2 separate regions of the Anas platyrhynchos genome follow, and region 1 is linked to region 2. A link is a contact called in public Hi-C data. All regions are on one chromosome and are shown on one strand. Each heading gives the region's core, a stretch centred on a gene start, on an enhancer-like site or on the middle of the called end of the contact. The rest is flanking DNA. Distances are from core to core; before and after follow the strand shown.

Region 1 (2,700 bases), core at 36-2,535, 36 kb before region 2:
GCTCTGCTGCTGCGGTGCTCGGCTGAAGTGCAGGTGGCCAAGGTTGGGCCTTTCCGTATGTCTGGTGAGAGTGAGGTTACGGGATGTGCTCGTGCTCTTCTTGAGGAGTTTGCTCCTCAGTCTGGCACCTGTCTGAGTGGTGAACACATCCCGAAAGCATTCAAAGGAAAATGGCATGTTTTCAATAAAACATTATGCTGCAGCACTGTGATGGTTGAAAAAGACCTCGTTCATTATTGCCAGCCATTAAACAGTAATTATAAAATTGAAAGAAGATGAGGTTATTGCAGGAAGGAACCGGATTTCAAGTTTGTTTTGACAAGGTATCGGTTGCTGCCTTTTAAAACTGTTTTGATACCTCTTCATCAGCTGATTGCAAAGGAGGCAGCGGGTCGTTGCTCAGCGTGCTGCCACTGCGTGTCACTGCAGCGGCGCGGCGATGGCAGGAGGCTGTGAGCACCGGTCCGAGCTCCATGTGCTGGCTGCCCCAGCCTGCCCTTGGTGGCTTCTGCCTTGGGGTTCCCTTGGGATGAAGCTCACTGCTTTTAATTCTGGTGACTGGGTGGTTGCATTTCGGGTATGCCTTTTTGCAGAGGTACAAACCCCTCCCAGCTGGGTGGTGGTCGTGGTGTGCCTGCTGTGCTGATGCCGGCAGCAAATTGGGCATCTGAGAGCGAGCGAAGCTCTGCTACCTGTTTAGATAGCCATTCTCCTAATTCCTGAATGTTGTCATAGGAGAGGAATCCTGGCTTCTGAGTCACTGCTGTGAGCAAGCAGAGCTGGCTGGGGCAGCCCGTTCCCCCCAGGAACGCGAGGGAGAGCTGTTGTGCACGCTGCTGCACGCACAGCACCCCCGGCAGCCTGTTGCAATTAGGAACGGGATTAAGTTTAATTTACCATGAAATGCTTTTATGAAATAATGCGTTCTAGGTTAACGTGGCGCAGTAAGGATTGTGCTCAAAGATGCAGCCACTTGTAGACCTGGTGATTTTTTGGAAAGGACCCCGCTGCTGTGGGCTCGGAGCAGCCGAGGCTGAGGACCTGCCTGCACCATCAGCATGTCGGGCTCTGGGCACCCAAATAGAGTGCCCTTCAGATGCAGGGCTGAGGGAGGCTGTTAAATAGCATCAACACACACAGACCAGAGGTAACCTCTCTGCCTCTCTACTAATATTTTGATATAAAGTTGTTTTGACTCAGTTCCTGCTTTCCCATGCTGTTGTCCGTGCCATTACCGCTGGGCGACAGCCAAGTTCCCACTATTGTTTCTGTTCTTTCAGCAGTTGGGACTTGTTAATACAGCCAGTGCATGTTTACTGTACTGAAAGGAAACGGCATTTCAGAGAGCAGCTTGAGCACAGAGAAAGTAGTTCTTTGTAGCAGGCTTTCCTCCAGATACGAGGGGACTTTGTACTGTAGTGCAAGGCTTCTCTTAAAAATTAACTTAAGGTAAATCTTAAACATGAATAAAGCTTGGAAAAATGTAGTAGTTGGTTTAGTGATTCATGGCTGGGGCTGGTAAATACACGCAGTGTTATGGAGGCAGTATAGGTTATTTGCTATCCACGTATTTGGCAAGTTTTGATTGCGGGAGTTGGAGATTGCAGATGTCAGATGAGGCTGGATCTAATTCTGGATTTGTTTCACAATTCTATGGCACTCTGCAGGTCAGGGCAGGAAATGCAGCAGATCTGGTTGCAAACGCAGGAGGGATTGCAGCAAATCAGCCACTTAAACTCCACGGAGCCCCAGGCCTAGTGAGGACAATGCCCTTCGTCTAAAAAATATGAAGGCCCTGCCTGTAGCAATGGACTAATGAGCAGTTTGATGCAGCCTTTTGCAGCCGGGAGGCATTTTAATGCCCGGCCAGCACTGGGGTGGTGGCTGGGGGAAGCAGTAGGTCCTGCCCTAGCCATGTCCTGGGGACATGGAGGTAGCGCTGAGCACGGCTGGGCCATGGGGAAGAGGAGGCAGGGAGAGCGTGGAGCAGGAAATAATGGAAGTGTGCGCGCCCAGGGTGCTTGTTACACAGCAGTGGCTTGTAAATGCTGTTGCTTTTTTCATTAAAAATGGCGAGTTGCAAGGTAAAATGGATGAAGGACATATTGTACAAACTTATTCGTATTGTTTGTTCTGCTCGCTGTGATCTAGAAGTGGGTGATGTAAATGAGAGATGCGTGGAGTCGGGTTTTGCAGGGCGAAAGCAGCAAGAGCAGCGAGGTGTGCGGCGCTTCCAGCTGTGCGGAGGGAAGGTGGCTCAGGCACTTGTTAGGCAGGCGTGGGATTGTGCCGAGAACAGCTGCAGTGATTTCAGAGGCAGTTTTACTCTCCAGCTTCTTGTTCCTGCTCTTTGACGAAGGTAACGCCTTGCACGAAAGAGTGCTTTTCCCTTCGAGTGTGTTCTGAATGCACAAAGTCACATTTATACCTTCAATAGCTGGAGATTACCTGAGCACATTCTGTAAGGGAGAAAATAATACCAAATTTCTCTAGCCAGGAAGTAATAAGAAGTTCCATATTTTATCCTTTCTGAAAGGATGATGGAAATGCATCACTCAAGAAATGATAACCCTGGCATTAACTGCCTTTAAAGAGCAGTATGCTTTCAGACACATCTAACTTTTCCGAGAACATGCTGTTCTCTTTTAGCGTGTGGTCTGTCTTCCTGAAATTGGCCCTTGTGTTTTGCATTGCCTGTGC
Region 2 (2,700 bases), core at 60-2,559:
AAACAGCTGATCAGCCATTTCATCTGGAGCAGCCATGTATAACCTTAAGTATTTGTGAAAAAATCCGGAAATAATGCCTCCTGTCTTAGGTGTTAACTGAGGCCATGGCTTGATGTCAAGGCGTTACATGGAGACCTGACACACCAAAATACCTTAGTGAGATCAGGGCTGTTCTAAGTCAAATAGTTACAAACACAATGCTTTTAAAACCTGTGCCCCAATAAAAGGAACTTACCTCTCTATTCCTTACCCTGGAAAGCATCCGTGGCTGCTCCTACGGTATTGTGGCCCTTTCTACTGCTTGTAGAAAGCAAGTGTGCTCCATGCATGTGGTGGGGTGAAGAGTTTGATGATTTACTGCAGATATCAAACTCAGACAGTACAATGCCCCTTTCTTGGGGGGCGGCTCATTTCGCTGGAGGATGGGGTGTGTAGGATGGGGTGTGTGAGACGCGTCCACACCAATGTCCTGCTCTGCGCCCTGCATCTGCTCAAGTACGTGCTGGGAAGGAAAAGCGAATGTGAACCCTCATGTGGGTGATGGGAAAAGAGGGGGGGTGGCATTTTAGGGAGGACGGGGCTTTTGTGGCAGAAACAAGGCTCCACGGAGCTTTAGCGTGGATTTGGGGACCTGGTGCTCGGAGGCTCCTTCCCTGGGGCCACCAAGTCCGGGAGCCTCTGGTCCAGCCTGGGTCTGCCTCGTGCTGGTGCAAGCGGGGCCGTGTGGGTGGGTGTCCCTGTAGGGGGGGGGCTGGAGAAGGCTCCTGGGGGTCAGCAGGCAACCTCTCAGCTCCACGTTTTCTCAAAAATACCACCTGCAATAACTGCTGACTTGACTGGTGGGATTTGGAAGAGGAGGAGAGGTGAGGTCTAATGGTTCATGGATTTTCTTTTTCCGTATTAAACGTGAAGACCGTATTGAGCCTGTTTTTAAAGGAGCTATTGTACAGATAATTTTTTTCTATGTCCCACGTAGCCTTATAGCAGATGTAAATAAGGGTCACACAGTAAATATATTGTGCTATAAAAATATTTTGTACAACATAATTTCCGAAGTAATAAAAGTTATTCTGTCTGTTGTGTATTGCATGGTGCAATTAGTATTTTCTAACAATGCACTGTAAGGATTTCTCAAAGGGACTTAAAAGCAAAAGGAAACAGGTCTGTTGGGAAGAAAAATCAATGAGATCCCGTGTCCCTTCTGTCCCTTTTGCGACTGCCTCATCCCTGTGCAAGCTCCGAGCGTCTGGGTAAGGGAGAGCCGTGGGCACTGCAGAGCCCAGTGTGCAGGGGGACGCTGGTGAGGAGAGCTGCGTGTTTGTCATCTGCTGAAACAGTTCTGTTTGGTGAAAGAGACAAATCGACACCTTCCACTCCCTCCTTTGAGTCCTCCTGTATAGAAGTCGGTTTATTTTTCACAGCCAGGAGGTTTTGCGTTCAAAGACAAAAATGAGAAAAAAAAAATGGTAAAACCAAACTGCATTCAGCTGCTGTCCGTGGGCACAAGGGGGTTCCATAAATGTCTCAAATGTGCGGGCGCGATGCAGGAATTGCAGCAGAGTGCCTGGTTTGGGGCGGGCCCCCCTGGGCAAGGCTGCAGAGGGGCAGCGGGACAGGCTCCAGGCTGGCCGATCTGGCCAAGCAGGGCTGTAGCTTTTTGGCAATTTCATTAAAAGCTTCGCGTCCAGCTCTTCATTTCAAAAGGCCCACTGAAAGCAGGTCAGAGGTTGATAACCCCAATGCTGGGATTCCACCTGGATCTCGATGAGCCCTGGGGCAGGGCACCCCGCAGCCACCGGCTCAGTGGTCTCCAGTTTTTCAGCGCTGCTGGAGGTGGAACAAAGCCTGGAGCGTGGGGCCGCAGCGCAGGCTCCTCAGCTTGGCATTTGCTCGTTTTTCCCATCTCTGATCGTGCTTTGCCTGTGCAGATGAATCCATCCACGTACGAGGCCCCAGAGCCCCGTTCACCTCCCCGAGCTCAGGGGCAGGAGGCTCAGCGGGGCGCAGCGAGGGAGAGGGGACGCGGTGGCGATGCTGCTGCTGGGTCAGGGCTTGCACTGGGCACCAGCACAGCCCCGTTGTGCTCCAGCCCAAACAAATATTTTGCCTTTTTTTTTTTTTTTGGCTTTGCGCTGCGCCTGTTTCTAGGCTAAACCCTCCCCTTTACTGCTGATGGGAGAGTTTTCCAGAGAAGCTGGCAAGAAGCAGCGTGAACGTGCTGATGCGAGTTTCCACGTTAATCTGCTGCAGATCGAGCGGCGCATTTCTAAGGGACAGCCGGGAGAAATCCGAACAACGCTTCCATGGTGCGCCGCGAGCCCACGCTATTGAGATGAAATCCCATGGACGCAATCGGGTGGACGCGGCTGCTGCATCAGCGTCCGGGCAAAGTGCTGCCCTGTCCAGCCGCAGCGCATAAATAGCGAGGCTGCCGCCTGCCACCAGCGCAGGAGCTCTCCGGGAGAGGTAGCGACCTGCTCGTGGGACTGGATGGGGATTTAGGGGGGCACCGGTGCCTCCAGTGTGTGGTGGCGAAATCAGCCAAATCCCTGCTGGAAACAGGCCAGGCTTTTAGACATGAGCTCAATGAGCACCTGGGGTGGGAGCAGGATCCCTGCTCACCTGGAGCGTGGCTGGGGCCAGCCCAGGATGCTCTGGCCCCGCACAGCAGCACCGGGTGCAGGGGGGAGAGGATGGCAA

The links. A called contact is a pair of places that touch in the nucleus more often than the background predicts.
Region 1: a Hi-C map of subcutaneous adipose tissue shows a contact between it and region 2, with 1.7 times the contacts expected there. The contact joins the enhancer-like site here to the promoter of CRYBB3 in region 2. A contact is called at or near these places in 2 of 8 Hi-C or Micro-C datasets (liver and subcutaneous adipose tissue).

The regions. Positions count from the first base shown.
Region 1 is chr16:1,279,511-1,282,210 of IASCAAS_PekinDuck_T2T, reverse strand. All of the region lies in intron 6 of KIAA1671 (KIAA1671 ortholog), which reads left to right. Among named protein-coding and RNA genes, the nearest start is that of CRYBB3, 36 kb to the right of the region's middle. Within about 2 kb of position 1,285, at least 3 of the 8 cell types and tissues checked have an H3K27ac peak or open chromatin away from gene starts, as enhancers often do. A contact at or near this core is called in subcutaneous adipose tissue, where this site is marked.
Region 2 is chr16:1,243,115-1,245,814 of IASCAAS_PekinDuck_T2T, reverse strand. CRYBB3 (crystallin beta B3) reads left to right here and starts at 1,309. Exons shown (of 6, transcript XM_038187534.2): 1 at 1,309-2,466.